Regions from separate parts of the Sus scrofa genome. Here all the other regions are linked to region 1. The links are chromatin contacts, called in public HiChIP or PLAC-seq and promoter capture Hi-C maps. All regions are on one chromosome and are shown on one strand. The core of a region is the stretch at or near the end of the contact, and the rest is flanking DNA. Distances in the headings are between cores, read along the strand shown. Region 1 holds the start of CC2D1A (coiled-coil and C2 domain containing 1A). Region 2 holds the start of PKN1 (serine/threonine-protein kinase N1). Region 3 holds the start of ADGRE5 (adhesion G protein-coupled receptor E5).

Region 1 (3,727 bases), core at 553-3,052:
ATGTTGAGAGTCTCACCTTTGCCTTTAAGCTTCTCCAAGGCTTGGGGCTGGCCCCCCACCAAGGCCAAGAACTCAGCCTCCAGTTCCTCGTCATTAACTCCATCCTCAGGGATCATCAGGCCATCTGGGGAGAGGTCAACCAGCAGGCCCAGCTGCAGGAAAAGTGGGGGTCCAGTCAGACTTTGGGATGCATCCCAACTGGCCAGAGGCAGCTATGACCAACCTGGAGTCCCCTTGGGAGGAAGGGAACCCAGGGCTCCTGGGGAAAGCCATTTCCCTGAGGAGTGCCACGAGGCTGGAACAGGCCCAGAACACAACAGGTGCCCCAAGATGGGTCAGGCCCATTGGCACAGATCAACATGGGACAAAGGGCAGGTGGAGAAACCCAGCTGTCTGCTCTGAGCCTGCAGTCATGATGCGCTGCTAGCCAAGTTCAGTCGGGAAAGAAGGGCCCACACCCTGCCCCAAAGCAAAGCCACTCTGCACACCTGGCCTTTTGCTTTCCAGCATCTTCAGCAGAGACAGCCATGCAGGAAGGTTGGAGGCATTGAGAGTAAAGAGAAAACCCAAACAACGCAGAAGTTGAAAGCGGGGCCTTTGCCACATAACATACCTGTCTTCCTATCCTATTCTGGTTAATGACTAATCATGATGTGCTAATATTAGGCTGAACTACACAAAATTACCTTTTCTGTGGGTCAAACATGGCCAAATATGGTCAATTTTATATGGCTCTACCTAAGAGTAATAATGATGATGACAACACTTATTGAGTGCCATGTTCCAGTACATTCCATAAACAATCTCAAGGAATTTTCACAGCTATCCTGTAACATAGGGCCTCTTAAGGCCTCCATTTTACAGATGAGGAAACTGAGGCTTAGAACTGTGAAGTCCAATGTGCAGAAGCCAGGAGGCAACTTCAGGTGAGCCAGACTCTGATATCTGAGCACTAAGTTATGGCTCTAGTTCCTTACAGCAAAGCTCAGAAAAAAATCAAACTCTCCCAAAGGAGATGAAGAGAGGAAGAAAGGGCCCAAGCACAGTCCTGTGGGCTCATGGCAGCGGCTCTGGATTTGCACTTAGTTCTGGCCAAGCAACTTAGCTCTGCCCTGTGACCTTGGGCAGGTGTCTTCTTCTCTCTGGGCCTCAGCGTCCCCATCTGCACAATGGGGATAAAGAGTCTGACCTGGCCCGACTGATGAGAGGGTTCCATCAGTGCTCAGGCCAAGAGGGTAATAACTGCCTTTCTTACTCCAGGTCCGAGGCCTTCCCCTCCCCGACAGTAGCTGCCACGGCAACAGGTGGCCCTAATCCCTGAGCGGGGCATAAGGAGCTGGGGAGACGAAGTAAGTAGGCCCCATTTTGGGGGTTGACGCTAACCTGAGGGGGCGGGGACCGGGGCTCACCTGGGGGTGGAGATCTGACTCCTCTAGGGGGTGGGGCCCTACCTTGGACAAGGGTGGGAAGGGTTCTCTCGGCCCGGCCGTGGAGTACAGACTCACCTGGCGAGCGGTGGCGGCACCTCGGCCTGGAGGTCCCGAAGGTCCCTTCTTCTTGTGCATCTCCCAAGCTGGATACTCGGACCACCGGCCCCCTGGCCTGGCCTTGCCCGGCCTTCTCCCCCGGGGCCTATGGCCGCGCACGCGCCCTTCCTGAGTCCCGCGCCCCTCGTTGGCACCCCGCGACCGCCGACCGCGTACCCTCTGCCCCTCAAGTGGCCGCCCTACTTCCGCCTCGGCCCTTGGGCGCCGCGGCACCTGAGCACAGCAACTGGACTTGCCGGGCCCGCCGCACTGAAACTACAACTCCCGGCAGGAAGTGCGCGAGCGCGCACGCGCTGCCTCAGGGGTAGTGGGAGGTACCACGGGTTGCTCAGGAAAGAGGCGGGCGTACGCGAGTGAGAGGGGCGGTGCTGGCATCGCACATGCGCACGACGGGGCTTCATAGTGCGCGGGAAAGAGGCGGAGCGTTTGCCGGTGTGAGGCTTGGCAGCGGCACCCTGGTTCGTGGCTTTGCGCGGCCACTTGTGAGCTCTAGTCTCTCTTGGCGGTCCTGGTCTGGGCATTTCTTACTTTTTGGTGGCCTGGGTAGGGTTCGTGTGGCCTAGTCACCGGAAGCTGGGTCCAGAGCACTCGGGCCTCGGATCCTCAGCTACTCGACCTCTGTTTGGGCCAACTCTGCCTTTTATTTTCTCAAAAATTTTTTCGCAAATAATTTAACCGAGTTATCCCCAGCAGTTCCAGGTAGACCTCCTCAGTTCCCGATAAGGACAGAAGGACCTTGACTTCTCTGGCCCAGGTCGGTTTTGTCTTCACAGGCCCTCTAGGCTGGAAGGAATTGACCTGTGAAGACTGCTGCCGTTCCAAGGCCCCAGGCATCCCCTGAAGGCCCCCTCTTAAAGGACCCCCAGGTGGCCCCTCTAAAGCACTTAAATGACTCCAAAGTGTACTAGGTGTCACTTCAAAAGACCCGGGTGGAGAGAGGGGGCTTCACACAGGCTACCCCATCTTAGATACTGAAAGGGGACATCCCAGGGCTTCCCATGGCCCCAGCCCCCAACCCGCTATCTGCAGGATGAAGGCATTTTAATTCTTAGCCTGCCACAGCCCAAGGTAGCTATGACTCCCACCCTATGTTCCCCTGCCCAGTTGACCCCTGGGGCAGCCAGATGGGCCCAAGTGGGGGTGGGGTGGCCTCAGCCAAGGCCACTGTGTCTGTACCGAGTTAGGAACTGGTTGTAATGACGAAATCTGCTCCTTTTCAGATTTCTCTAGGGAGGGATAAAATGAGTAAGAGGAAGAAGCTTCGGACCTCAGGTATTTGGATGTTCAAGTTGGCACTTCTTTATTGCTTCTTCTGCTTATAGGAGGAATGTGGGTTTATGGCAGAAATGCTAGCATGACCAGACCAAGCTCCTGAGCAACAATGACCTAATACATGCTACTAAGAAAAATGTAAATTATGGAGAAGTGCTTGCAGTAAAAAGTGAAAGCTTTGTGGAGCTTCCTCCAGCCTCTAGTGGGATCCCACAGCCTTGGGAAGATCCACTAGGCTTCAGGAAAGGGATACAGCCTCTATGCTGCCCACTCTCAGAGATGACCTGTGAGTAGAGCTTGACATGCTTCAAGCTTAGCATCTGGTGCTAAGTGCTTCACTCTCAAAACAAAACCCTGAGTTCATCTCACTGTGTGATGGCAGAAGACTTACTCTGTATCTCACTTTCCTCCTCTGGAAATAGAGGACCTACCCTTTCCTTTAGAACAGGGACTCTCAAGCTGTCAAGGGGAGCATTTGGCAATGTCTAGAGGCATTTTTGTTTTTCATAACTGGTGTGTGTGTTTGCCAAGGGGCTGTGGCCATTTAGTGGATCTAGGCCAGGGATGCTGCTCAAAAATCATACAATGCGTAGGACAGCCCCCACAACACAGAATGACCTATCCCCAAATGTCAGTAGTACTCTAAATGGCAACAGTGCCACAGTTGAGAACTATGCCCTAGAGCTCACATGTGGATTAATATTTGTAAACTACTGAGAATAGACCCATGATAGTACACAAATATATCTTCTGTTATGATTGTCCTTTCAGATTAAAAAAAAGCTTTGTTTTGAAACAATTTTGAGCTTACAGAAAAAGTGCAGAAATAGTTCAGCATTCTGTCTACCCCTCCCCCAGCTTCCCCTAATATTAATGTCCCCCACAACCACAGGACAATGATCAACCAT
Region 2 (3,727 bases), core at 644-3,143, 430 kb before region 1:
GGGAAGCCCAGCCTCCTGGGTTCTCCTCCCTTAGGTGACTCACTCCTACCCAGGGCAGGGGTCACCTGAGGGCCAGCAAAATGAACCTATGAACCAGAAGTCTGGCCTGGCCTTGAAGAATCCCTGCTCCCCCAACTTCCAACATAAAGCAGGAGATCTCAGGTCCAGAGGGCCCACCTCCCAGAATTCCTCTCTTCCCAGAGTGGCCAGGGACCTAGACCCCATGTCCGGAGATTTCAATGCTTTGGGCGTTTCCGGAATCTGGACAGGACATCCGTTCGCCGGACACAGAACAGACAGGCACACACTGGGACAGACAGAGGGACAGATTGGCAGACCCAAGCAGCCACAAGAAAGGGATGATCAGGACGGGGGTGGGGGTGGGGGAGAGCAGGCAGGACATGGGAAAGGGGACCAGGGCACAGGTCCGGCCTCGTTCCAGGAATTATAGCTTCTGTCTGGGTCATGTCTGCTACACGCCAAGCGCATGCATGCGCCAGGGGATTCCTAAACAGCTCTCCCAGAGCTGAGGGGTAGAGGCAGGGACCCCGGCCCTCCCCAGCCCCAAGATCTGACCTTGTGTGATCTGCAACACCAGATACGCCCAGCTCCTCGGCAAGGCTGGCAGGCCATCAGCAGGACTGGGGTGGGGGCACAGGGGGTCATGGGGGGAGAGACACGGAGGGATATGGGGGCAGGTGCAGAAGGAGACGAGAACCCAGTTACACAGCAACCACAGGACGATGGAGGGATGTTGAGGCACTAATAGGAGCACCAGAGGTAGAAGACGTCTCAGATTTGGGTCACTGAACCAAAGAAGGTCAGAAGTCACCCTGGCCCTGATTGTTAAAGATGGAGAAGGTGAGTCCAGGGCTGTGATGTCCACAAGGTGGCACAAGGAGAAGCTGGCTGGGGCAGCAGGTTGGTGCTGGTCACCTGTGCCTCTGTGTCTGTATATTTGTGTGTTTGCAGGGGTGATCCAACCCTGCCACCCATGCTCAGGTCAGATTCCAGGTATAAGAAAATCCCCAGTCTGGACCTGGACATTCCCCACCTGGGATAAGGTTCCACCTGGCAGCCAGAAGGCTGGCTGGGTGAGTTCCCCATTCTGCGATCTAATGAGGCGACCCAGGCACTTCCGCCAACAGGTGCCAATCTGGGTGGCGTCGGGACCATCATAAAGCTCTGTCTGGAAGCTGGGGCCACTGGAGCTTTGTTGTGTAGGGGAGGGGAATGGGCCGGGCAGCCTCCTCCTCTCCAGGGGCACAATGCCAGACACCTGCCCAGGTGGAGCGGCACCTGTCTGGAACCGAACGCTGAGGAGGGAGAACAAGTGGCAGGGGGCACCAGGCACCAGGATGCACAGCCGGCCACAGACACCCGAAATGGAGCCTCTGCCGCGCCCCCTCTAATTCTCGGGGAAGGGAGGAGCTTGAGGATGCTGTGGGACCTCCCCGCTGCCCCCTCTGTGAGGACCTCCACCTGCGGAGGAGACTGTGGGAGCCCCACCGTGCCGGCCCAGGGAGAAAGCGCCCAGCGCTCGGGGGCGAGGTGAGGGGGAGGGAGGCCGCCCTTACTGCCCCATCCCGGGGGCCCCGGGAGCGTGCGGTCGGGGGTCCCTAGTGCCCGCTGGCCGCCAGGCGGCTGCGGTCGCAGGTGCGCCTACCTGCACAGCGTCGCTGGCCATGTCCACGCGCCACCCGCCAGGGGTCCCCGCGCGGAGGGAGGGGCGGTGAGAGGAGCGCGCGTGCGCCCCGCGCGGGGCGGGGAGGGGGCGGGCGCGGCGCGACCCCCCGGCGCACAGCCGGCTCAGGCCTGCTTTGCTCGGGCCCCGCCTGGCCAGGCCGCCGCGTCCGCGCGCCGCGCCCTCCGGCCCCAGCGGCCGCCGGGCCGGGTCACGTGACCGCGGAGGTCGGCGCCCGGGGAGGGGGCGGGGCCGAGGGGGTGCGGCTCCCGGCGGCCCCTGGGGCTGCGGGGTCCTGCCTGCCGGACACCTCCCCTCATCTGCCGAAAGTACTTTGTCTGCTTCCCCCGCTTTTTCCCCTTTCTGGATCCTCTCGCTGCCCACCGATCCCCCATTTGAGCGCGGGGGAAACCTAAGAAAAGAGTGAGCCACGTTAAAGCGGGGAGCGGTGGAGGCCTTTGGGCCTCTCTGGGCCTCTCAAAAAACAAAAACAATTTATCCCCCTCTGTGTTGCAAGTTCAGGCCTCTTGGACTGGACATTCAAGGGCATTGGAGCTTCCCCATAGGGCTGAAGACAAGATTTGGGCAGACCTAGCTCCGAATCCCAGTGCCCAGTGCCTTGGGGGAGTCCGAAAACCCTGAGAGCAACGTTTGTGAAACGGGAAGGATTTAGCTACCCATTCCTTAGATGTCGATAGCATTAAGACAGTACATGCCAAGTGCTGGGAGCACAGTAGGTGGTTAAGAAAGGTTAGCTGCTGTGATTTTAATATTTTGCCTTTGTTATGAAAAGAGAATTGAACCCTAACTCCGTCACTGACTTGTGGGCCCTCCGGCCGCTGAGCCTCACTTCTCCCTGTTGTAAAATGGGGACCAGCCTCTCTGGGGCTTCTGCATGCAGGTGGCTCTCCACAAAGCACATTCGAGCCCCAGCGGAGGCAGAGGGTGGAGACCGTTGAGGAGCTTCGCTAGGGTCTCCTGGAGTACCTGGAGCGTGCAGCTTGGCTTCTGGCCGACCCTGCACTCCCTTTCAGACCCGGTTGACGGAGCCAAGTCACGATCCCTGGGGCGCGGGGCGGGGAGCGCTCCCTGGCGGCGCCTCAGCATGGGTGTCCTCCTGGGACACGCAGGAGCACGGAGGGCTGCTGGTACCTTGGTTACTCGAAGCTGTGCTTGGTTCGCATTGTCCCAGAGATCCGGGCGCGATGTTTTCTCTTTCCCTTCTTACCTTGGGCGACTCTTTGAGACTGGGTGGTGGTAATGGTTAACAGAGGAGGAGGAGAAATTATACCAACTAGAATCCAACCACTTCTCACACTTACACCGTCTCTAAAGGTTCGGTCCTCATTGTTGTTCACCTGGACCAGTGCAGTCGCCTCCTCTCACACAGAGCCTCCCTCCGTCCCCATAAAGCCCTAGGACGCCTATGAATGCCTGAGTCAGGCCATGTCCCTCTTCTGCCTAGATCCCTCTTTGGCTCCCACCTTCCTCAGAGTAAAAGCGAAGTCCTACCTGCAGCCCACAAGGCCCTGCGCAATCTGCCCCCTTCAGCTCCCCCCTCTCTTCTCCCACCTCTACCTCTTGCTCACTCCCTCCAGCCACACCTGCTTCCTAGCAATTCCTCGAATTTTTAATCCACTAAATTAAAGAAACTTTCGAGCTAGTTCTTTTGCTCTTGATTTAAATATGAGGAAACTGAGGCTCAGAGAGAAGCCTCTCACTCCATTTATGAAGTCAGGATGTTTATGGTGCTTGCTTGTTTTCTTCTGATTCTCCAGCCCACCCGTTTTACAGATGGAGATGATGGGGCAAGCAAGGCTGAAAGTCAGCCCAGGAACTGGGCCACCTTATCCAGGGATGGGCCCTCTGCCGTCTGCCAGGTTCCAGGCTGCCTCCCTGGATGGAGTGGGGAACCCTGCCAAATTTTCACGCCAACCTTCCAGCATTCATTTACTCAGTGAATATTTATCGATGCCCGCTGGGGACTTTGGTGGCACTGGGAACAGAGTCACACTCTGGGCTTGGAACAGGGAGACCAAGGAC
Region 3 (3,727 bases), core at 911-3,410, 390 kb before region 1:
TCCAGTCCCTGCCCATGTGGGAATGTGGGGAAGCAGCACTGACCCCAATAATCCAGGGATACCCAAAAGGGGGCAGTGGGTGGAGGGATGGGGGCCAGGAGGAAGGGCAGGAATGAGTCACTTCCTGGGCCAAGGGAAGGGATGACTCATGCTCTGTTGCCCCTGATGGTATCTCCCAGGGGAATTCTGGGGTCTGTCATTGTGAGCATGGCTTGAGGGGCTGTGGGGGTATAGAATGGAGGGTCCTCTGCCCACTCGGCCCCTAGGTCCAAACTTGATACCCTTCAAGCTGGCAGAGAGCAGAGAGCCACTCCCAGAAGCCCTCCCAGCCAGGGTAAACTGAGGCTGGCATGCCCTCCTCTCCCTCCCATAAGGATTTCTCTCTTCCTCTTCCTCTTCATAGGGCTTGGTTCATATCCCTTTCAGCCAGGGCCTGGTTCCTCTTTGCAGGAATGACCTTTCCTGCCTGATAGGAGAGGACCTGGGCTGATTCGTCCCCAGCTCCCTAAAATCCCCAGTAGCAACTTTTATGCTCGCAACTACCCTAGGAGGTTGGCTGTGTTTGTGCCCATCCTGCAGCTGGACAGATTGTGGCCTGGAGCCCAGAAAAGGCTCAGGAAGAATCTAGTGAACAGAGTTAGCCTGAAGAAGGTGGAATGGAGCAGGTCAAGGTCCCCAGACCCTGCGGGGGGGTGGGGGGGTGGGAGAGCTCTTTTGTGCCTTGTGCACTTTGCCCTCTGCCAGAGCTAGGCTGGGCTCTGCTCTCCAACCACGGAGGCTTCCTAGACCAGGAGTTCTTCATCTGGGTCCTTGGAATTCTCCCAAACAGGAGCCGAGAGAGGAGCTGCTGGTCTTCTCCCAGTTCCATCTGGTTTGCATTCCCCCTGCCCAGCCCCAAGCAGTAAGATTCCTGGGGTGGGGGGCGGGGCAGTCATCCTCTCTTTGCTCCTCCAGCTAAGGACCCCTCAGACCCACCAGTGAAGTAATAATAACAATAATAGTGTTTACTTAATTCTTCCTGCAAACCAGGAATAGTTCCTGTATACGCACTCACTTAACCCTTAACACAACCTTATAAAGTAAAGAGCGGTTTTGCCTCATTTTGCTGAGGTGGAAAGTGAGACTCAGGGGCTCCCAGATTTGGCTCCAGTAACACACCGCCTTCCCCCCCTTCCCCCGCCCCAGCTGCTCAGTGTGCCCCACATAGACACCAATTCCTTGCTTAGAGCCCGCCCAGGGCCACTGAGTTCACGCCTGCTGCCCACAGGGTCATCACAGGGAACCCCCGCCCTTGTGGCCTGGGGAAACTCTGGATGGTACCCCAAATGCCATTTCTTCATTCTCTTTGTTGTTTGGTTGCTCAGGCAACGAGCTGCCCAGATAACCGTTAGAGCCACCCTGGGTGGGGCGGGAAGGGAGGCCCAGGGGAAGTCATAGTAAAAGTCAGGTTCAAACCTTCAGAGGGCAAAAACTCCTTTCAACCCACAGCTGGCTCCCAGCTGGGTCTCCAGAGCAAGAATGAGGGTCTTCTCTGGGGCTGCCCCTGCCACTGAGACAGTGTGGGAGGTGATGGGGGTACCTCCGCTGTGGAGAAGTCCCGCCTCCCGGCCTCCAAGCCCCCCAGCATCCCCTTATGCCCGATGTTAAGAGCAGCTGTCCGCGGGGCTCCCGCATTTAGTTTTTGCCCCTCTCCTTTCCCCAAACCTCAGTTTTCCCACTTCAGGGGCAACCCCGCAAAGTGGCTCCAGTAAAGAGGTCAGAGATTTCTCTGGGAGAGAGGGAAGGCTCTTAGAGCAGTCTGGGGAATCCTGCCACTGGGTGCAGGTGCCCGGCACTGCCAGCCCCTCTCCCCACGTGCCCTCAGTGCCCGCCTGGCCATGCGGCTTCCTCCGAGGCTGGCCCCAGAGCGACCTGGGGCGCATTTCTCCACGGGGAAGAGGACGCCTGGACACCGAGAGCTGCTGCCAGGGGCTCCCTCGCTGCCTGTCCCGCCCCACAACAGGGCCCCGAAATTCTCACCATGAAAGAGGAGAAAGACGCCGTGGTGGGGGCCTCCCATGATCTGAGCTGCCAGTGGGGGGAGCAGGTGACAAGGCAGGGCTGCTCTGTGTCCCCAGGCTGGGCAGCTGTGCGGGCTTTCTCGAGGGCCGCCGGGCCTTTATAAGAGGGGGTGGGGAGGCAGCCGCTGGCCCAGGGCCCTCCCCGGAACTGGCGGGGCAGCTGGAAGCCAACAGGAAAGTGCAGTAAAAACACAGACCCAGGGACGCTGCGCGCGCGAGCGCGCGCGCACACACACACACACACACACACACACACACACACACACGAGTCATATGCAGTATTGAGGTGCAGCCTGCCCTTGCAGCATCTGACAAGCTCTCTGGCCCCTGTGTTCAACAGCTGGCTGATCCCAGGGGCAAAAGGGGGAGTCTGGCCCAGGACCCGCTTGGCTTTTCTGGGCAGGAGGCATTTGGACTGCGGAGGGTGGAGTCACTGCTGACATAGCTTGGGGCACCCAAGTTGGGGACTATTCTGTGCTTGCTCTCCATGGCCAGCTCTGGAGCTAACAGGACCTTCCTCCTCTTTTTCTTGATGAGGAAACTGAGGCACAGAGAGGCCAGAGTCCAGACAGGAGCTAGGGGAGCACAAAGGGGCCCTTCATGGATGCCAGGCAGGCACCTAGAAAACTGCAGGACCCCAGGGCCACTGTGCTCCTGGAGCTGGTCATTCTGGGCCAGACTTTTGCCTGGTGGGAAACTCATATTTTGGCAGTTCATGGGTACTGCATTAATCAACAGTGAATCACATGACAGGAGAGTTGTTTCCTTTTCAAATAAGTCATGTGACCAGCTTATCTCCGAAGCTATTTAATAATTCTTTTTTTAAAAAACTCTATTATTTACAAAGCACTTATTATCTGAGCCAGGCCTGATTCTCCTAAAGTTCTCTATTTTTAACTCATTTACGCCTGGAAATACCTTCGAGGCAGGTGTTGCTATGATTCCCATTTTGCAGAAGGGGAAGTTGAGGCACAGCTAACAAGTGGCTGAGCAGAGATCTAAAAGGCAGGCAGCTCAGTCCCCAGGCCCCTGCTGATGAGCCCAGGACCCAGGACAAAGTCTCTATTGGGGGCGAATGTGTCTTTAACACCTTGGTGGCGCTGGGGTATATCCAGTTAGAATCCGTGGTTTTATGTTCCTGGCGTTATTATTTATTTTTAAGTTTACAGACTATTTCGGGCAATGAGAAGGGTTTTCCAATTAGGACATACATATAACTGTTCTCTCTCTCTCGGTTTTTTTTTGTCTTTTTAGGGCTGCACCCATGGCATATGGAGGTTCCCAGGCTAGGGGTTGAATAGGAGCTGTAGCCGCTGGCTTATACCACAGCCACAGCAATGCCATATCTGACCCATGTCTCTCACCTATACTACAGCTCATGGCAATGCTGGTTCCTTAACCCACTGAGTGAGGCCAGGGATTGAACCTGCATCCTCATGGATACTAGTCAGATTTGTTTCTGCTGCACCACTATGGGACCTTCTAAAGGTTCTTTTTATTTATTTATTTATTTATTTATTTATTTATTTATTTATTTATGTCTTTTGTCTTTTTAGGGCCGCACCCGTGGCATATGGAAGTTCCCAGGCTAGGGATCAAATTGGAACTACAGCTGCCGGCCTACACCACAGCCACGGCAACGTGGGATCCAAGCCACATCTTCGACC

What was found. Promoter capture Hi-C pulls out the DNA fragments that hold promoters and counts their contacts. HiChIP or PLAC-seq counts read pairs in DNA pulled down with a chosen protein or histone mark.
Region 2: an H3K27ac HiChIP or PLAC-seq map of alveolar macrophages shows a contact between it and region 1. The contact joins the promoter of PKN1 here to the promoter of CC2D1A in region 1. A contact is called at or near these places in 1 of 5 promoter capture datasets (liver) and 1 of 2 datasets of contacts at active chromatin or transcription factors (alveolar macrophages).
Region 3: a promoter capture Hi-C map of liver shows a contact between it and region 1, with 2.4 times the contacts expected there. The contact joins the promoter of ADGRE5 here to the promoter of CC2D1A in region 1. A contact is called at or near these places in 1 of 5 promoter capture datasets (liver) and 1 of 47 Hi-C or Micro-C datasets (epiblast stem cells).

Annotation. Positions count from the first base shown.
Region 1 is chr2:65,250,675-65,254,401 of Sscrofa11.1, forward strand. CC2D1A (coiled-coil and C2 domain containing 1A) reads right to left here and starts at 1,803. Exons shown (of 29, transcript NM_001243031.1): 1 at 1,506-1,803; 2 at 17-152. The coding sequence starts at 1,565. It overlaps C2H19orf57, which reads left to right and starts at 170. Exons shown (of 8, transcript XM_021083707.1): 1 at 170-1,349.
Region 2 is chr2:64,823,059-64,826,785 of Sscrofa11.1, forward strand. PKN1 (serine/threonine-protein kinase N1) reads right to left here and starts at 1,894. Exons shown (of 22, transcript XM_005661233.3): 1 at 1,667-1,894. The coding sequence starts at 1,687.
Region 3 is chr2:64,859,936-64,863,662 of Sscrofa11.1, forward strand. It overlaps ADGRE5 (adhesion G protein-coupled receptor E5), which reads right to left and starts at 2,161. Exons shown (of 18, transcript NM_213925.2): 1 at 2,020-2,161. The coding sequence starts at 2,059.